Linked DNA regions of Mus musculus: regions 2, 3 and 4 are each linked to region 1. The links are chromatin contacts, called in public promoter capture Hi-C maps. All regions are on one chromosome and are shown on one strand. The core of a region is the stretch at or near the end of the contact, and the rest is flanking DNA. Distances in the headings are between cores, read along the strand shown.

Region 1 (5,227 bases), core at 826-3,325:
ACACAAATGGGATACGATGTATCCTTTTGCAGCAGCTGTGGGAGTTTCCATTTCTGTCTTCAAAGCTTTTTGGCTAAGAACCCTCCCTGATCTCTGGTTTTGAAGGTTTGTTGAGATTTTTCTTCATCAAAAGCTCTTTCTCTCCCGTCTTAACCTCTGCTACCATGGCTCAGAGTTCCCAGGTAAAGTTGACTTACTCAAGTTAACTTAAGTTGTCATGCCGGGTGGTGGTGGCGCATGCCTTTAATCCCAGCACTTGGGAGGCAGAGACAGGCGGATTTCTGAGTTCGAGGCCAGCCTGGTCTACAAAGTGAGTTCCAGGACAGCCAAGACTATACAGAGAAACCCTGTCTCGAAAAACAAAAACAAAAAAAACAAAAAAAAAAAAACCACTTAAGTTGTCATTCATTTTAGCAGAATAAACAACACCCAGAGCTCTGATCCAAATGGTCTTGATTGGAGGGGGTGGGCTGTAAGTTTGTGTTTTTCTGGGAGAAACAGCTAGCCGTAGAATTACTTACACAGGCAGCCCTTAGAATCCCAATGGTTTACCAAGTAGTCTTGCTAGGTAATTTCTAACATGACCAATACTACTAACTTAGAGAACAATAGGTTTCCTTCACTTAGAAGTAAAGTAGTAGTCTTTTTTTTTTTCTTTCCTATCCTTTCCCCCTTTCCCTTTTCCTCCTTTCCCTTTTTCCCTTCCCTTCCCTTTCTCCAGACAGGGTTTCTCTATGCAGCCCTGGCTGCCCTGGAACTCACTCTATATCAGGCTGGCCTCGAACTCAGAAATCTGCCTGCCTCTACCTCTTGAGTGATGGGATTAAAAGCATGCAGGACCACACACGCCTGGCCAAGTATTATTTCTTAGACAGGAAGCAAAGGCACACATTTTATGGAAACCGGTGACTATGGTCCATTCAGGAACCAGAATCCCAAATTATCATTACCACCTCTGTCCTTCAGCATTGCAAGGCTAATTTTAAATGCACAGAAATTTTCTATGCTTTATCCCATTTACTGCTTCTACTAAACCCATCTTAAGAAGAGGACACAGACTCAGAGGGGGTGAAATGGCCCACCTCTCAAGTTCACAAGCCCCACAGGGCAGAGGTGAGCTTTAAACTCAGAACCCTGTGTGCTTACCTTCACCACCTTAATCACCCTGACTTCTTGGTCCAGGAGCAGCTCATCACGGAAGCACTGTTCCCGAAAGAACCTCTCGATTCTCTCCCAGGCATCCTGCCCTTCCTCTTTCCAGTCCCTCTGGGGCTGAAGGCTGTGTTCCAGGAAGTGGTCTAGACTGTCCCCAGGGGTCGCATACAGGTCGGGGAACGGGTCCATTTCAGCTGGGCCAGCCTGTCCTCTAGATAAATCCTCTGAGCTTCTGCTCAGCTCTGATGGGAGAAGCTTCCTGCAGCGTTCTCTGGAGGAGACAATGGGATGGAGAGTTGCATGGAAAGAAGAAAAGCGCTCTGCCCCTCCCTCCTTGGAGAAACTGGAAACAGAAACCAAGCTTTGACAAGAATTGAAAGTGAAACTGCAGGGAGATCCAGTTTACCTTCTTCAAGGCAGAAGGGAACAGGAGTTAAGGATGCAGTCTCCCCACCGGCTCTGTTGTGAGCACAGGATGTTGTTTACCACAACAGAGTAAGATTCAGCAGTTTCAGTGGCAGCGATTTGGCCACATAATCTCATCTGCCTGGTGATCTGGCAGTGGCAAATGCATTTATTTCATTCTTAATCACGCATAGTGTCTCCGTTACTAGTGGCGTCTCGAGCGATAGGGTTAGGCTAGGTTATTCCTGCTTATGCTGAGGGTCACAACATCCACACTCCACATTCCTAACTACCGACCTCAGCTAGTCTCCCCGAGGCTGCTCATCATCTGTGCAGGTGTCTTAGCTGAAGGCCATATCCAGGGTCAGACTCTCCAGCTGCAGGGCCCATCGAGGTGACATTTCTCTGATGCCTACCGCAGTCCCAAAGATGTGAGGCACAAAGGATTGCTCCTGGTCAATGGACAGCGTGAGGTAGTCTCACGATGTTTTCTGTCTAGTTATCTTCAGTGAGTGACGTGTTCTGGTTATCAGGTGCAGCCTTGGGTGTAGGATTAGGTTCCTGACTAAGCTTTTTTTTTTTTTTCATGCCTAAAAGGCAACTTTTGCCACAGTCACCACAAATAGTAACTTTCATATCACACTACCCAGGAAACACATCTATATATCCTGTCTTGGTTAGGGTTCCTATCTCTGCTATAAATACCATGTCCTGGGGAAGAATTTTGTTTGTTTGTTTGTTTTGGTTTGGTTTTGTTTTTGTTTTTTGAGACAGGGTTTCTCTGTGTAACCCTGGCTGTCCTGGAACTCACTCTCTAGATCAGGCTGGCCTGGAACTCAGAAATCCACCTGCCTCTGCCTCTCAAGTGCTGGGATCAAAGGCGTGTGCCACCACCGCCCAGCGGAGGAAAGGTTTTTTTTGTGGCATCTTCGAGATTGCCTACCATGCAGGGAAGTCAGGGCAGGAACTCAAGAACAGAGGCGGTGGATGAGTGTGTGCTGCTTATTGGTTTGCTCCTTATGGCTTGCTCAGTCTGCTTTTTCATACACCCCAGGACTGCCCCCCCAGGGTTGGCATGACCCAGAATGGACGGGGGGGGGGGGGGGGGGGGAAGGGGGCGGGACCCTCCCCCATCAATCACTAATTTAGCAAATGCCTCACAGGCTTGCCTAAAGGCCAGTTTTTGTTTTGTTTTGTTTTGTTTTGTTTTTCCCGAGACAGGGTTTCTCTATGTAGCCCTGGCTGTCCTGGAACTCACTCTGTAGACCAGGCTGGCCTCGAACTTAGAAATCTGCCTGCCTCTGCCTCCCAAGTGCTGGGATCAAAGGTGTGCGCCACCACTGCCCGGCTAAAGGCCAGTTTTATGGAAGTATTTTCTCAGTTGAGATTCTCTCTTCTCAGAAGAAGGAAGCTTGGATTGAGGTTTGAGGTGCTTGCTTGACACAGATGCTAGTAAGGATTTACTAGTAAGCTTGCTTACAAAATAACCAAGTAACGTGTTAACTCTCCTGTCCACCTGTGTAAAGGTGGATGGCCATTGGGGTCAAGGAGACCATGTCAACAAGGGGTCACTGAGTTGAAACAGAGCCCCAGAAACATTGAGGAAGGAGTCCTGTGCTTGTGGGTCCCGGGTGCCATGCCTCAGGTGTCAGATGACGTTGTAAGTAGTCTGGTGGAAACTGAAGATAGTCTAAACATATACTTTGTGTCTCTTAACCCATCAGACTACTATAATTGAAATGATGGGTCCCAAAGAAATGGTAATTTCCCCAAAAATCTCATGCTGGGAGAGGAAAGGGGGGCAGCCAGAGGGAAATCTTGTCTCCTAAAAACAGATTTCACACAAGTCTAACATCTTGTCAGAGTGCCTTCAGGATAAGACGAAGCCCAGGCAAGGAGGGGGTCGATGGTGAACCGGGACCACAGCTTGAAGGGGATGCTGTCTGTTATTCAGACTTTAATCTCACCTCAGGACCCCAGAGATGGCCTTTGGGGGGAGGGGTCTAGGTCTGCTTGATCTCTTGGTCCTTAACAAGGTCGCCACACTGAGTACATCTCCCTTTTCTGATTTCCATTACAATTTTTTTTAAAGGTTTATTTCTCTTTTAAAAATGTGAGGGCCGGGCGTGGTGGCGCACGCCTTTAATCCCAGCACTTGGGAGGCAGAGGCAGGAGGATTTCTGAGTTCGAGGCCAGCCTGGTCTACAAAGTGAGTTCCAGGACAGCCGGGGCTACACAGAGAAACCCTGTCTTGAAAAGCCAAAAAAAAAAATGTGAGCAGGTTGCCTGCCTGCATGTCTGTGCACCATGTTCATGTCTGGTGCTGAAAGACCCTCGAGGGGAGACCCTCACTCAGACACTCAAGTCCCGGGACAGCCGCGTACCCAAGAAGACACTGAGACCATACATAAAATGTAGAAGGCAAGATTTAATAAAGCAGCGACATGAAAGCACACAGACCAGAGCTCTGGGGTCGAAATAAAGCAGCAACATGAAAGCACAGAGACCAGAGCTCTGGGGTCGAAATTCATACACCTTTGCACAGGGTAGAGGAGTCTCGACGGTCAGCAAAAATTTTTTACAGGCTTATATAGTAAAACTCAAAGGGGGAGAACTGGGCAGGGAAAGTACAAGTTTACATCACTAGGGAGTTCTGCCAAAGGAATCTACGTAACTAAGGAGTCATGTCCTATCAAGGAACCTACGTAACTAAGGAGTACCTGGTTCATTTTGAGGTTGTTCCAGGAGGCCTTTATCTCAAAAATGTTCTTGGAACAGTTTTTAGTTGGGAGGGTTCGAACTTTAGGGTGAGGAGTTTTGGGGTGAAAAGTTTAGGAGTGTTACAATCTCTAGATGGGAGGGGGTGGGCTCCGAGGTAAAAAATTCATGTTTTCACAAGAGGCCAGTAATTTTCTATTCTTCATTCCCCACTTCTTCTTGTAAGTAATTCTAATCTTAGAATTTCAGAAGTCTATATCTCTATGTGGAGAATACTGCATTTACTCTATCTTTAACATGGGAACAGAAACAGAATAAGGTACGTAGATCAGATCTTTGGCTGGAACTGGTAAGATGTCCTTGGGGTACCCAGCTCGTTCACTGTAGCCAGTTGTGACCAGACTTCTTTCTGCACCACCTGTAAGCCTTTTAACTTAGTATACAGATCATTATTATAACAACATAGGTTTAAACACATCATTTAAGACAGTGATGGGCACAGGAGCCCCATAAAGGATCTCAAAAAGAGTAAAACTGAATCAAGAGGGAGTATTCTCAGTTTTAAATAGGGCAAGGGGAAGGGGCACCAAGTAAGTCTGTGCCAGTCTCTAGGATTAATTTTGTCAAGGTCTCTTTAGAGTTTTATTTATTCTTTTTTATCTTTCCTGAGCTCTGAGGTCTGTACACACAATGGAATTTTCATTTGACCTCTAAATACTTGGCCACACCCTGACTTACCTGGGCAACAAAGGCAGGACCATTATCTGACAGTATTGCTTTTGGCACTCCGAACCTTGGAAAATTTTTAATAATCTTCTTGATGACTATCTGAGTAGTCTCAGTTTTTTACAAGGAAAAGCTTTTATCTATCTTGAGAACGTTCACAAAAACCAGAAGGTATTCATACACATATTTTTTCAGTAAAGTCTATTTTTCAGTAGATGTCAGG
Region 2 (4,925 bases), core at 1,452-3,951, 460 kb before region 1:
GGGGGGGGCTGGTGAGATGGCTCAGTGGGTAAGAGCACCCGATTGCTCTTCCGAAGGTCCGGAGTTCAAATCCCAGCAACCACATGGTGGCTCACAACCATCCGTAACAAAATCTGACTCCCTCTTCTGGAGTGTCTGAAGACAGCGACAGTGTACCTATATATAATAAATAAATAAAATCTTTAAAAAAAAAAAAAAAGAAAACCATCAAACGGACGGGCAAGAGATGCCCAGGGCTAATAATCGAGGGGAAAACTGCGTACACATGGCACCAACTCGTTGCAGAGATGCTGGAGACAAGGAGCTGGGAGGATGAGTCTACAACGTGGGTGAGACAGAGTGAGTGACAGTGGCCCTGGGAGTCCCTGAATGACAACCCAAGGGTTCAGTAGAGGGAAGCAACAAAGACTCTTGGCTCTAGCAGATGTAAATGTGGCCCCTCTCATCCAGAGGGTGAGCAGTGAAGTGGGTGTTCCAGCCTCGCTTTCCTTTCTCTCTCCCTCCCTCCCCTCTCCCTTCCCATTCTTCCCCTCCCCCTGCTCCCCCTTTCTCTCCCTCCCCTCCCCCTCTCCCCTCTTCCTGCCCCTCTCTCCCTCCCTCCCCTCCCCCTCCTTCTGCCCCTCTCTCCCTCCCTCCCCTTTCCCTGTCTCCCTCCCTCTCTCTCTCCCTCCCCACCCCCCCACCTCCATTGTTGCTCTTTGGTCTTATTTTTATGGGTTTTTTTTTTTTTTAATTTGCTTATCTGTGTGTACGAATGTTTTGCCTGCACGTATATATATCCGTGCACCACCTGCAGAACTGAAAGCAGTTCCAGCTCGTGAGCGGCCCTGCTGGGAATAACCACTGAGCCATCTCTCTAGCCCCCCTCCTATCTCTAAGGTTTTGATTGCTAGGTTTGGTTTGGATTTTGTTTTGTTTTTGTTTTTGTTTGTTTTGAGGCAGGGTCTCCTGTAACTGGAGATGGCCTCAAACTTGTTTGTTTGTTTTCTAGACAGGTTTTTTCTGTGTAGCCCTGGCTGTCCTGGAACTCACTGTAGACCAGGCTGGCCTTGAACTCAGAAATCTGCCTGCCTCTGCCTAAGTGCTGGAATTAAAGGCATGTGCCACCACTGCCCGGCCCTGTCTTTCTTTTCTTAATTTTAACTATATACTGTCTTATCTACAATTAGTGTGCATGTGCGGGTGTGTGAGGATGCACAGGTATATGCAGGTGAACAGGTGGAGGGATTACACAGATGTGTGTGTGCAGGTGCACAGGCGTGTGTGTATATGTGCGCGCGTGTAGGTAGAAGCCTGAGAATAACCTTGGGTATTGTTCTTTAAAGACTGGAGCTTTTTCTTTGGCAGGCCTGAATCTCACGAACCTCACCAACTAGGCTACAGTGGCTGTCGAGCCCTAGGAGTCCTCTGGTCTCATTTCCCAAGTGCTGGGATTTTCACTTTTCCTCCTTCTCTTTCTTTTTTTATTATATTATATTATTTTATTTTAATTTTCTCCACATGGGTTCTAGGAATTGAACCTGGGGTCTGAATGCTTGTAAGGCAAGCACTTTATTAGCTGAGCTACTGCCCAGATCCCTGACCTGCGGTTATTAAAGAAGACAGAGGGGTGAGGTGAGAGGTGAGTCATTGATTAAGGCACTAAACATGAAGCCTAAGCCGGGCGTGGTGGCGCACGCCTTTAATCCCAGCACTCCGGAGGCAGAGGCAGGCGGATTTCTGAGTTCAAGGCCAGCCTGGTCTACAAAGTGAGCTCCAGGACAGCCAGGGCTATACAGAGAAACCCTGTATCAAAAAACCAAAAAAAAAAAAAAAAAAAAAAAGAAAGAAAAAACAAAAAAAAAACCAAAAAACAAAAACAACAAAAACATGAAGCCTAAAAATCTTAGTTCAGTTCCCTAAGACCCACGTGGTGCGAGAGACAACCAACTCCTGAAAGCTGTCCTCTGATCTCCGCTTGCACTGACTACTGAACTCTCTTGCTTGCTCTCTCACTCTCTTGCTCTCTCGATTTCTTACCAGAGATGGTAAATAAAAGTTAGGAAAAAAACTAGGTGGAAGAGGAGGAAGAGGAAGAGGAGGAGGAAGAGGAGGAGGAGGAGGGAGAGACTCAGGAGGCTAGGGCAAAAGGGTGGGAATTTAAGGCCAGCCTGAGCTATATAGTGAGACCCTTACTTAAAAACAAACAGGGCTGGGGCGACTGCTCAGTGGTTAGAGCCCTGGCTGTTCTTCCAAAGGACCAGGGTTCAATCCCCAGCACCCGCATCGCAGCTCACAACTGCCTGCAACTCCACAGCATCCAACGCCCTCACACAGACACACACTTAGGCAGAACACCAGTTCCCGCGAAATAAAAACAAAGAAGTCATTAAAAAGAAAAGAACAACCAACCAACCAATGAAGCAGCAAACAAACCAAAAGCTGAGGAGGTGGCTCAGGGCCTGCAGCTCTGTTAGAGAACCCGAGTGAGTGAGTGTGTGTGTGTGTGTGTGTGTGTGTGTGTGTGTGTGTGTCCCTGCCCCCCACTTCAGACAACTCACCACCACCTGAAGATCAAAGGGAATACCAAGCAGGGCAGTAAATCAACTGTCAGGTGAGTTCTGAGTTATGCAGATTTTCAGGAAAGGTTCCTGCCTTCTGCTCTGTGCCCAGTTCCTGGGGGAGGGATGGGACTTTTCTTCGTATTTCTTATCTACTCCCACTCCTACAGGAAATGAGGATTCTCAGAGCTCTCTGACTGGATCTCCTGTAGCCCAGGCTGGCCTTGGTTTTGCTACGTAATGACCTTGAGCCCCTGATTCTCCTGCCCCCGCCTCCTGAATATTGGGATAACAGGCATTTATTACCACAGCTGTTTTTATCACAGTGCTAGGGACAGACAGAGCGCAGGCCTTGTGCAGTTAGGTAAGCACTTTGCTTTGTCCCAATTCCTTTCTCCTTTTCTTTTCTAACTTATTTATTTGTTTGATTGTTACTTAAAAATTTTTTTTTTTGCGGTGCTGGAGATTGAACCCAGGGCCTCAGGCATGCTAGGCAATTGCCAGACTGCTGAGCTACATCCCCAGCCTTCTTAATCGTAATTTGTCCATGTCTTGTTTTTGATACGGGTTCTTACCACGAAGCCCCAGCTGGCCCTGAGTTTGCAATGTCCTTTCTGCCTCTGTCTTCTATTGCTGCGTTTAAAAGTACATGCCTAGCGTTTATTTCCTGTTTTGAGACAGATCTTACCAAGTTGCCCACACTAGCCTGGCACTCAATCTACAGCCTGGAGCTGGCCTTGAACTTGTGATCTTTTTGTTCCAGAATATAGAGTCGTTGGAATAACAGGCCTGACTAGAATAACTGAAGACTCCCATCCCTCACGCACCCAGGGATTCACTATACATAGTGACAGACCCTGCTGGCTTCAAACTGACAGAGATTCTCCTGTCTCTGCCTCCCCAGTTCTGGGATGAAAGGCATGTGTTTTGGCCTGGAATTCTTCATTCTCCTGCCTTAGTTTCCCTGGTGCTGGGATAATGGGGGTGGGGGTGGGGGGAGCACCACCATGCCTACCTTGAAGATTTCTTGTACCAATGTGAGGAAGATGAGAAGCCTCAGAAGAAGGCCGGAAGAAAGAGCCCCCGGGGTTGAGCCGACCTCTCTCCCTGTATTCCTTTCTCAGGTTTCACCTCCCTCCATCTCCTTCCAGGAACCTGAGAGGAGACCAGCCACGTTGAAGGTCGAAGGCAGGACTTCCCTGGCCCAGGCTTTTGGGCGGCGCCCGCCTAGGAGGAGCCTGCCACCCACTGGGAGCGAGCGGTACTGCAGGTGCTGGACACCCACCCCCTACCCAGTCCTTTGACTGATTTAACTCTGCCCAAAGGGTTCTTGTCCTCATGTGACTTACAGTCTATGGAACTGACAAGAGCGACAGAAATCCCGGTAGCAGCTGAACAGCCTTGGATCTTTTTTTTTTTTGGATGGGAGGATTTTTTAAAACAACACAAATAGTATACATTCATAGCCAAATGTTTAAAAAGAAAAAAAGCCCAGATATAGCTTTCCTCAAACATGTGCATAGCAGCTACACAAACTGTAGGCAGCCTTTCCGTCTAAAAAATGTTTAAATACAATGTGGTAGGGACTCATTTAATGTATTTTCATAGACTTTTTTTTTTTTTTTTTTTTTTTTCGAGACAGGGTTTCTCTGTGTAGCCTTGGCTGTCCTGGAACTCACTCTGTAGACCAGGCTGGCCTTGAACTCAAAAATCCACCAGCCTCTGCCTTCCAAGTGCTGGAATTATAGGTGTGTGCCACCACTGCCCGGTGACCATATTTTTTACATCATTATTAATTTTATGTATATGAGTGTTTTGCCTACATGTACCATGTGCATTTCTGGTGCCCGTGGGGACCAGAAGAGCGTGTTGGATTCCCTGGAACTGGAATTATGTAAAGTTCTGACCCACTATCTGGGTTCTGGGCCCTTTATTATCCTCTGCCAGAGCAGAAAGTGATCTCCACCAGTGAGCAGCACCACAGCACTGCAAAACACATCCTCACATGCCTTAGATTCGATTTTCTTTGTGTGTGTGTTTTTTTTCGAGATAGGATTTCTCTGTATAGCCCTGGCTGTCCTGGAACTTACTCTGTAGACCAGGCTGGCCTCGAACTCAGAAATCCGCCTGCCTCTGCCTCCGGAGTGCTGGGAATAAAGGCATGTGTCACCACTGCCCAGCAGATTCGATTTTGTTTTCTTTCTGAGACAAGATCTCATGTAGATGAGACTAGCCGTGTAGCACGGGATGACCTTGCCTTTCGGACCATCCTAACTCCTGGAGTGCTGGGGTTGCTGCTGTTCACCTTGATGCCCAGGTATAGTAGGGACTTGGGGGCCAAAATCAGTGCTTCCTACATGACCAACAAACACTCAACCTGCTGAG
Region 3 (4,914 bases), core at 1,577-4,076, 300 kb before region 1:
TCTTGAAACATCTCATGAATCTCACCCCTTCCGGATACCTCCACCAACTGTCACCCCAGTCCCAACCTCATCACCTCTCACCTGTACTTTGGGGCAACACCTGCCTGCCTGCTGCCGTATTTGCACCCTCGCGCCCACCGTGATGGAGCTGTATAGTTATGAACAATCCTGTGACTCAAGGTCTTTAAGTATCTGTCCCCTGCCTTCCCTTCCCCCACCTCCAAGCTCGCTGTAGCCCTCCTTGTCTGGTGGCCTCTTGAACACAGCAAGCTCTCTTCTCCTCTAGATATTTGAATCTCTCTGCTCTGTCAGATCCATCTTTTCCCAGATGGAGACATAACTCATTCTTTTGCTTCATATGCAAAGATAATTCCTCTAATAGCTGCCCAGTGGCACTGTCTGGTCTGGGGCATAGTGCACTGGCAGAGTGGTTGCCCAGAATATGCTAGGCCCAAGTTCAAACCCTTGCACAGCTTAACGAACAAACAACTATTTATTGAATGAATGGGCACATCTTTGTACAGCAGATGCAAGGCACAACACCTGGTGGCATGCATATGTATTGGATACAAAAGTTACAAATGAAAAGGAATTCCAGCCCACACGCAGGATTATCAGGGATGTGAATACAGATGTCTCATCCATTTAGCCTGTGAGCGTAATTCTGATTTATTTCATTTGCGTTAATAACTAACTGTGTGCAAGATAACCAGCTTCTTTGGGTTTCCAAAATGGGCGGCCGGGCAGACAGAGGTTTGTCTCAGGGGTGTGTAGGCTTCAGGAAGGTTGGTGAGCGGCAGGCACAGCCGGGATTTACAGTCAGCCCTTGCTGCTTATCGGCTCCTGAGGGATTCCGCTCAGGTCTTCATCTCCTGAGGTTTATGTTGCGTGTACATTGTCTTTAATCCCCCAAATGCTGGTTCATTTCCTTGATCATTTTTGTTCTGTGCAATTGCTTTCCCTGGCCATCCTGGGTCTTTGTTTGTTGATGTGCTTGCCTGCTTGCTTTGAGACATGTCTCACTATGTAGCCATGAGTGGCCTATAACTCTGTAGACTATGACAGCCTCATAGAGATCTGTCTGCCTGCCTCTGTCTTCTGAGCACTGGAATTAAAGACATGTGACACCTTGCCTGTTACATCTATCTATCTATCTATCTATCTATCTATCTATCTATCTATCTATTATGAGTACACTGTAGCTGTTTTCAGACACACCAGAAGAGAGAGGGCATCTGATCTTGTTATGGATCGTTGTGAGCCATCATGTGGTTGCTGGGATTTGAACTCAGGACCTTCAGAAGAGCAGTCAGTGCTCTTAATGGCTGAGCTATCTCTTCAGCCCAAAGCAAACACTCTTTTATTTTGGGTTTGGTTTTTTGAGACAGAATTTCTCTGTATAGCTCTGGCTGTCCTGGAACTCAGAAATCCGCCTGTCTCTGCCTCCCAAGTGCTGGGATTAAAGGTGTGCACCGTTACTGCCCAGCTTTATTTATTTATATGACAGGGTCTCATGTAGCCCAGCCTGGCCTGGAACTCGTTATTCTAACCCTCCTGTTTGCTTCTCCCAAGGGATTTCAGACATGTGCCACCACACCCAGATCCCCCCCCCAAAACACACACACACACACACACACACACACACACACACACGAGTTAGAATAGTTAAACAGAGTCTTACTCTGAAGCCTCAAGTTTATAGCAATTCTGGTTCCTCCACCTACCACATGCTGGAATTGCAGGCCCATGCCACCACGTCCAGATCTTTCTTTTTTTGCACATGCATAGGTAGAAATACACCATGCAAAAAAGAGGGTCCTCCTCGAAGCCCCGTGATATTGGGAGTCTGCCCATCTATCCTAATGAGGCTAAGCAGTGAGCAGGTTGTAAGGGACAGAGGATGGGCAGAGAACAGGGAGGCCCTCGCCTCCAAATCTTAACGTCCCTACTACTAAGCACCTTGGTACAAGGGGGCCTCAGGAGGTGCAGACTGGAGAGAAGCTGCTAAATGAGTGTGTGCCCTGTGCCAGCTCCCTCCTGCTGGAGTCTTTCTTGAGCACCAGGAAATCTTGTGTCGCCACGAAATCAGTTTGGGAAGAATCATTTGCATTTCACTGAAGAGGGGAAACCGGCTCAGGGAGGCTGATGACACTTGCCCAAGCTTCCCAGATGGCAAGCTGCAGAGCTGGGATTTGAGATTGAAACCAGCACAGTGTGACTTCCTGGATGCTTACCAAGGGCAGGAGTCCTCTCTCTAACAACTAGAAGGGCAGGAGGTGGTTCGATGGAGAAACAAGCATAGCCAACGTGTCCTACCTGGAACTTGACCACCACCAGGCACTTCCGGGACAGGTAGCTGCAGCCAGATGCCACCTGGCTCCTCTTCTGTTGTGTCAACTGTAAATTCCGTGGCTGACTTGCTCGGGGCAATCCTAGTCCGGTGTACTCTATGGAAGGTGGATGGACGAGGCATGGATACACTCCTAGCTTTATCCTTCCAGGTCATCTGGCTCCTGCGTTTGTCTGGATGGTGTCACAGAGTGCCTGCATCCTAGCTGAGTCTCTAGCGTCCTGCACCCCTTTGGTCCTATTGCCAAAGTTGTTCTCTCTGGAAAGTGCACCCTTGCTTGACTTTGGGGTGAGGGGGGGGCGACCGGCCGATCCTGGGCATGGAGGGATCCTCTGGGCGTGATAAGGGGCTCCGCCAGTCTCCTTGGGGGAGGTTAGCCAGCCCCTTCCCTCGTGCTCACATTCAGTGCCGCAGCGCCCCCTTGGCCACCAGAGGCGCCCGGAAGCGGGACTCCCCGAGCGCTGGGCGGGGCGAGGGGCGGGGCGCGGCGGCACCTGGGCCGCGGGAGAGCCGGGGGTGGGCTCTCGGGGGACAACCAGCTGCCCCCCCAGATCTGCAGCGCCGGCCGCCGGGAGCTCGAGGCTCCAGGCGCAGAGGCTGCGCTGTCACATGGGCGGCGGCGACGGGGCCGCATTTAAGCGGCCAGGGGACGGCGCCCGCCTGCAGCGCGTCCTCGGGCTTGGCTCCCGCCGGGCGCCCCGCTCTCTGCCCTCCGGGGGCCCCGCACCACCCCCGCCGGGCCATGCGAGCGCGGGCCCCGCCGCGATGAGCTCGCACATTGCCAAGAGCGAGTCCAAGACGTCGCTGCTCAAGGCGGCGGCGGCGAGCGGGGGCAGCCGGGCTCCCCGCCACAGCTCTGCGCGGGACCCCGGGCTGCGTGGCCGCCGGCTGCCCGGTCCCTGCCCCGGCTCGCCTCCACCGTGCGGGGACCCCAGCTCGCGGAGGCCCCTGTGCCGGCCCGTGCCGCGGGACGAGGGCGCGCGCGGGAGCCGGCGTGGGCTGCCCCAGGCGCACTGCAGGCCCCGGGAGACGCTACCGCCGGCCCGCGGGCGCGATGGGGAGGAACGGGGGCTGGCGCCAGCGCTCGGTCTACGGGGCTCCCTGCGATCGCGGGGTCGCGGGGACCCGGCTCCTGCTGGCACCCCCGAGGCGGACCCGTTCCTCCACCGGCTGCGCCCCATGCTCAGCTCCGCCTTCGGCCAGGTAAGGGCCGCGCCCCTCGCCCGCGCTCCGGGCACCGGCGCTCGGGACCCTACGGCGGCGGCGCGTCCCCGGTTCTGCTCGCTCTGCCCAGTCGGGGTGCACCTTGGCTCATCCTGTCCTCCCGCGGCCCTGGCGCTCCGCCACCCCCGTGTCTGATTCAGCACCCTGTGCGCTGTCCACACTTCGGGCCTCTTCCTGGGCGCCGCTCAGCTGAGCCTGCCTCGCACCTGCAAGAGCGACCTCCGCAATCCTCCGGGAGATTTTCCAGGGTCGTGAGCAGCGCTTGGAGCAGGCGGCGCCAACCTTCTCCTCTCTCTGGCCTCTGGCGACCCAGAGGAGCGAAGGGCTTGGAGTCTGAGCGGCAAAGGGGGAGGGCCTGGGAGTACAGCGAGTTGCTTGTGGATGATTTATACTAGCCGTGACTTAGAGTGTCCTCAAAGGTCTGGGAAAGTTAGGGGATTGGAAAAATGGGGAGGAGAAGAGATGTCTGGACAGGCATGAAGGGTCTGTCCAGAGCTACGGCTCCATCTAGAACTTGAGAGTGTTTTCAAGGAAGATGGTATTCCAGGGATGCTATCTGAATGGCAGTTAGGCAATTGTGGGATAAGACCCAGAAAATCCAAGCCTGGGTTGGTGTGCCTTTTAGGGTTAGGAAGGCCACTAAGAGGTCATTGGTGACTCATTTTTGTCCCTCGCACGCCTTTGCCCGCAAGGATTCCAGTCAGCGGGGCATTTACAAACAGCTCAAGGCTACATTGTGGTATTGTGTCGCAGGAGAGACAGGAACCCGTGAACTTCTGAGCAAAGCCAAGATTTCCTCTAGTTGGGAGACTGTAATTGAATCAAACTCAGGGAGTCAGTTCTGCAGAGGCGCAATCAAAAGGCTGGCATAGTTTCAGACACAGGGGTCTAAGTGTTTCTTTGGTAGGATCTATCGCAAAGATAACCACCTCAAGCTCCCGCTGGCTGTGCGGGGATCAGGAGGCCGCGTGTGTTTTTTGCTTCAGAACTGCTCGCTTCTTTTCAAAATACTACTCTGCAGTGGTTAATGCAGGCGGGGCTCTGTCATGAAGGCAGCTGCACGTGGATTCGGGTTGCACCGGGACCGCTGTGATGGTGTGACGGGGCCAGCAGGCACACGGCTTTGTTCCTGCAGGGAGCCCTGTTAGCGGTGCTCAGGAGTAGAGGTTTGGACGCAGGGCCCTGCGAGAGAGAGGGAGAGGGCGAGAGCCTGGCTACGTGCCAAGGGAGATGCTCACTGCAGTGGTTTGTGTGCTCCAAGGAGCCTAAGCGTGTTAGGAGTGATTTGTGGGTCTGGACTGGGTTGTCATTCAAATGCTGTGTTGTGAGTGGGGAGCTGC
Region 4 (5,406 bases), core at 1,492-3,991, 380 kb before region 1:
GAACTCTCTGACCTAGGGGAGGCAGAAGGGTTGTGCCAGTCGGGTTCAAGGTGTTTCAGAGGAAGAAGTGGCAGGAAATAAAACTCATAGGGACAGAGAAATGGCTCAGTGGGTAGAGCACTTCAAGCCTGAAGATGTGAGTTTGGGGGAACAGGACTCACATGGCAAAGGAGAAAACTGACACCTGCGAGTAGTCTTCTGCTCTCACAGAGCCCTCAGACACACACACACACACTCACACACACTCACACAGCATACACACACTCACACACACACACACACTCACACAACATACACACACCCACACACACACAACATACACACACACTCACACCCACACACCCACACACACACTCACACAACATACACACACTCACACACACACACTCACACAACATATACACACTCACATACACACACACAACATACACACACACTCACACACACACACAACATACACACACTCACACACACACACACACAACATACACACACACTCACACACACACACACACACACAACATACAAATAGAATAGAATTTTTTTCCAATTTCCATTCAAGAGGTTCTTGAAGGTATTTCCTGATGTTGAAAGCAACGAGGCTAGAAGCTGACCAGGCTACCTCTCCACACTCGAAATGAAAGCTTAGAAAGGGGTGAATCTGCCAAGCCACAGGAAGCATGCTTGATCACTACCCTAAGCTCCATAATGAGGGAAAAAGTGTTCACATCACTCCTGTTACATTTTAAAACAAAAATAAAACAATATGATTCCCCTCAAAACTGTAATTTTTCTTAGGATTTAAAATTTTAAACCAAAATTAAGAACTGTAAAAATGTTAGTGAAATCCCATCTGTTGGACTTTTAAAAATATATTAATTTTTATTTTATGCGTGTTGAGTATTTGCCTGCATGTATGTCTGGGTGCCACATGTGTGCCCATGGAGGCCAGAAGAGGCCTTCGGATTCCTTGGAACAGGTTACAGTCTGTGGTTCTCAACCTCTAAATGCTGACCCTTTAGTTCAGTTCTTCATGTTGTGGGGACCCACAATCACAAAATTATTTTCATTGCTAATTCATAAGTACATAACAGTAGTTTTGCTGCTGTTGTGAGTCATAATGTAAATAACTGGATTTTCTGATGGTCTTAGGCGATCCCTGTGCAAGAGTGACTCTACCCTAAAGGAGTCAAACGTCTTGCTGTTATAGACAATTGTGAACAATCATGTGAATGCTAGGACTGAAGTGCTTGTAGCTGCTAAGCAGTTGTTTTCGTTGTTTAGTTTGTTTGTTGTTTTTTGGTTTTGTTTTTTAGGAAAGGTTTTGAACTTGTGATCCTACCCCAGGCCTCCTGAATGCATGGCACTGTATGTGTCAGACAGTTCTGATGTTTTATTTTTCTTGGAGACAGGGTTTCATAGTGTAACTCTGATTGTCCTGGAACTCTCTATGTAGGCAAGGATGGCCCTGAACTATGTGTGAGCGTGTGTTTTTAAAAGGAGGGGATAGCGTCTTTTTTTTTTTTTTTTTGGTTTGGTTTTGGTTTTTTGAGACAGGGTTTCTCGTGTAGCTCTGGCTGTCCTGGAACTCACTTTGTAGACCAGGCTGGCTTCAAACTCAGAAATCCGCCTGCCTCTGCCTCCCAAGTGCTCGGCTTTTTTTTTTTTTTTTTTTTTCTTTTTTTAGTGTCTTTCTTTAGTAAGAAAATAAGGATGTAAATTCTGTGTTAGACAAGTAGTTACTCTTCTAACTTACAAGTTTATACTTATCTTTGTGGAGGCAGTATCTCTCTGTCTGAGGCTGGCTTCAAATTCACAGTACAGTAAGAGAATTACCTTGTACTTGTAACCTTCCCCCACACACCTGCCAAGTGCTGGGAACACAGTTTACACCACCACACAAATTATGAGGTGCTGGGGATGAAACTGAGCCGCAGGAAGTGACAGGCCAGCAGCACTCGACCAATTGTGCCACAGTCCCAGCTCCTGGCTACCATTTTAAATAGTGCAAGCTTAACCTTAACCCTATATTCCCTCAGAAAAGTAGTAACAACAGTCACTAGTGGGAAACTGAAGTGAGAAATGGGTGGGGGGAAAATCTGTACACGGCACCTGGCATACGTATAGGACAATCTCGCAGTTGACGAGCGTAAAGGGTCATGCTGTGCTTCAAAGAGGGAAAAGCCGGGTTTGGTGGCGCACAGCCTTTAATGGCAGCGCTCCAGAGGCAGAGGCACAGGCAGGTGCATCTCTGTGAGTTCGAGGCCATCCTGGACAGCTCCAGGGCAGTCAAGGTGACACAGAGAGACCCTGACAAAAGGGGGCGCGTCGCCGGGGGCAGCGTCTCAAATGGCTGCAGTGGCAGTGACAGCAAATGAGTCCCCGAAAGGGAAGCTGGGTCTGGGAAGTCAGGACAGTAAGGAACACAGCTCCGGGGCCGACAGGGCATCCAATCAACCCTCAGTGAGAAAAGGAACCCGAACAGGAGCCCGACAGGTCCCTCCATCCACCCTCGCGCCCTCTGTCACCTTTGCTTCCTTTCTCCCCTTCCGACACGGTCTCAAACCCGAAGTGCGTTTCCGCGGCTCGCTTCTCCTGGGACAAGGACCGCGTTCCCAGCGTGGCCCATGGCCAGGATCTATGACACCCGGGGAGCCTGCAGTGTCCCGTGGCTCGCCACCACCCGCGGCCGCAGACGCGCCATAGAACGCAGCACCTGGGCGCCGCCATCGTGACACCCCGGCGACCGCGGGGCGGGGAGAACGTCGGGTTGCGTCACCAGCCGGGTGACGGCGGCCGACAGGAGACACATTAGTGGAACGCACCCCCAAACGCCTGTTTTTTTAAGGAGTCCTCCTGGTTTAGGATTTGGAAACCTGAAAGCCTTTCCTGTGTTCCCTGACTGAATCTAGAGTTTAGCAGGAATAAGCAGAATTCAGACAGAGGCCCTAATTATATTTCAGCGGCCATATTTCCATCCTGTTAGCTAGGACTAAAGACTACTATGGAAAAGACAACTGAATAGACCAGGCTGGCCCGGAACTCGCAGAAATCCACCCAAGTGCTGGAGTGTGCTCCCTCATGCCCTGCAACTTTTGTTTTCTGGTGCAGGAACTGGGTGAAATTGAGGCATGTTGTAAGTTAAAGATCAAAATTACATGATTTGAAAAAAAAATATATATATATGTATACACATATATGTGTATATATGTATATGTATATACACACATACATATATGTGTATATATGTATATGTATATACACACATACATATATGTGTATGTATGTATATGTGTGTGTATACATATGTGTGTGTATACATATATGTACACATACAAACATACATCTAAAGTAAAGTATATACACTTGTGTGTCTGTGGATGTATGTGAACGTGAGTGCAGCTGCCTGTGGAACCCAGAGATGTCAGATATCTTAAAACTGTAGTTTTAGGTGAATGAGCATAAGGATTTGGGTGCTGGTGACAAGCATTATAACTGATGAGTCAACCCCCCTGTGTGTGCCTCATGTGAATATATATATTTTTTAAAGCTGGAACTAGTTTACCTAGTCCAGAGTGTACTTGAACTCATAACATGCCTGGTTAAGTCAGACAGCACAAGCCTGAACTCCTCCCACATCGTTTTAGTGGCATCTGGAATGGTGTGCAGGTTCTAGTGCACACTTGAACAGTGCTGTGACACTAAACTCTACCCGAGTGCCTTTTAAATGTATTTAATTTTGGTTTGTTTGTTTTATGAGACAGGGTTTCTCTGTGTAGCCTTGGCTGTCCTGGAACTTGCTCTGTAGGCCAGGCTGACCTGGAACTCAGAAATCTGCCTGCCTCTGCCTCCCAACTGCTGGGATCAAAGGTGTGTGCCACCACCAACTGGTAGTATATTTAATTTTAAAATAAATAAATAATAATTAAATAAATTGTGTCTTTTTGATGTGTGTGTGTGCATGCACGCGTGTTCTCACACGTAGGCGTGCACATGCCAAGATCCATGTGTGGAGGTCAGGAGATGACTTTCAGGGGTCAGTTCTCCATGGCCCTGGGAATTGAACTCACATCCTCAGGCTTACAACTAAAGCACTGTGATCTACTGAGCCACCTTGCCAGCTCTTATCTTTTATGTTGAGATAGCATTTCACTAAGTTGGCAAGGCCTTGAACTCACTTTGTCACCTAGATACAGGCTTTGAACTTTTGATCTTCCTGGTAGGTGGGATTAAAGGCCTGTATCACTACACAGGGCCTTTAAAAATTTTTTTAAACTGAAGCCAGGCAGTGGTGGCGCATGCCTTTAATCCCAGCACTTGGGAGGCAGAGGTAGGCAGATTTCTGAGTTTGAGGCCAGCCTGTTCTATGGAGTGAGTTCCAGGACAGCTCGGGCTACACAGAAAAACCCTGTCTCAAAAAAACAAAACAAAAAAAATTGATTTTTTTTTATGGTCAAGATAACATATTACAGAACATCTTGTCCAAAGGCAAGTATAGAGATTGCTGAATTCTGCTTGAATGTTTCTGTTTTAAATCCCTTTTAAATGTATATTTTCTGTAAATATTTCACAAGGAGAAGATGCCAAGGATCCTAAGAAAGAAATTTTAAATGAAGAGTGTCTTCTCCATTCAGTATATCCTGACAGATGGACACCTCCTGCACTGGGATCCTCTGCCCCTCGCTTCCATTTTTATCAATGACAGAAGGAAGAAATTATTCATCCACACACTTAGCATTCTCGTGTCTTCATTCTGTGAAATAAAGTTTCACCACAGTATTTTAGAACTTGCTGTACTTCTGTTGTGTGTCAGAGTAGACCTTGGGATTTAGCTGTTCCTTCTGGACATCACACTACATTTTCCAACTGAAGCATGCTCTTCTCTCTCTCTCTCTCTCTCTCTCTCTCTCTCTCTCTCTCTCTCTCTCTCTCTGTGTGTGTGTGTGTGTGTGTGTGTGTCTTAGTCAGGGTTTTTATTCCTGCACAAACATCATGACCAAGAAAGCAAAGGGTTTATTCAGCTTACACTTCCACATAGATGTTCACCACCAAAAAGTCAGGACAGGAACTCACACAGGGCAGGAATCTGGAGGCAGGAGCTGATGCAGAGGCCATGGAGGGGTGCTGCTTACTGGCTTGCTCCCCATGACTTCCTCAGCCTGCTTTCTTGTAGAACCCAGGACCACCAGCCCAGAGATGGCCCCATCCACAATGGACCCTCCACTAATCTTGATCCCTAATTGAGAAATGCCTTACAGCTGGATCTCATGGAGGCATTTCCTCAAGGGAGGCTCCTTTCTCTGTGATAATTCCAGCTTGTGTCAAGTTGACACACAAAAAAGTGTGTGTGTGTGTGTGTGTGTGTGTGTGTGTGTGTGTAACTGTGAAGAATAACGAGTCCTAGAC

What was found. Promoter capture Hi-C pulls out the DNA fragments that hold promoters and counts their contacts. Capture Hi-C pulls out chosen DNA fragments and counts their contacts.
Region 2: a promoter capture Hi-C map of hematopoietic stem and progenitor cells shows a contact between it and region 1, with 2.5 times the contacts expected there. The contact joins the promoter of 4930401G09Rik here to the promoter of Oasl2 in region 1. A contact is called at or near these places in 2 of 39 promoter capture datasets (hematopoietic stem and progenitor cells and pre-B cells), 1 of 115 datasets of contacts at active chromatin or transcription factors (memory CD8 T cells) and 1 of 9 other capture datasets (adipose tissue).
Region 3: a promoter capture Hi-C map of adipose tissue shows a contact between it and region 1. The contact joins the promoter of Cabp1 here to the promoter of Oasl2 in region 1. A contact is called at or near these places in 5 of 39 promoter capture datasets (the 3T3-L1 cell line, the HPC-7 cell line, hematopoietic stem and progenitor cells and 1 more), 2 of 115 datasets of contacts at active chromatin or transcription factors (bone marrow-derived macrophages and memory CD8 T cells) and 2 of 9 other capture datasets (adipose tissue and liver).
Region 4: a promoter capture Hi-C map of pre-B cells shows a contact between it and region 1, with 2.6 times the contacts expected there. The contact joins the promoter of Coq5 here to the promoter of Oasl2 in region 1. A contact is called at or near these places in 6 of 39 promoter capture datasets (the C10 cell line, embryonic stem cells, frontonasal cranial neural crest and 3 more), 2 of 115 datasets of contacts at active chromatin or transcription factors (the 230-238 cell line and embryonic stem cells) and 2 of 9 other capture datasets (adipose tissue and pancreatic islet).

Annotation. Positions count from the first base shown.
Region 1 is chr5:114,893,782-114,899,008 of GRCm38.p6, reverse strand. It overlaps Oasl2 (2'-5' oligoadenylate synthetase-like 2), which reads right to left and starts at 2,075. Exons shown (of 6, transcript NM_011854.2): 1 at 1,147-2,075. The coding sequence starts at 1,344.
Region 2 is chr5:115,357,899-115,362,823 of GRCm38.p6, reverse strand. 4930401G09Rik (RIKEN cDNA 4930401G09 gene) reads left to right here and starts at 2,701. Exons shown (of 2, transcript NR_163911.1): 1 at 2,701-2,904; 2 at 3,692-4,124. It also overlaps a transcript of Msi1 not described here.
Region 3 is chr5:115,192,293-115,197,206 of GRCm38.p6, reverse strand. It overlaps Cabp1 (calcium binding protein 1), which reads left to right and starts at 2,826. Exons shown (of 6, transcript NM_001310712.1): 1 at 2,826-3,553. The coding sequence starts at 2,960. It overlaps Gm35515 (a long non-coding RNA gene), which reads right to left and starts at 2,869. Exons shown (of 3, transcript XR_387599.4): 1 at 2,317-2,869.
Region 4 is chr5:115,277,037-115,282,442 of GRCm38.p6, reverse strand. Coq5 (coenzyme Q5 methyltransferase) reads right to left here and starts at 2,741. Exons shown (of 7, transcript NM_026504.2): 1 at 2,529-2,741. The coding sequence starts at 2,730.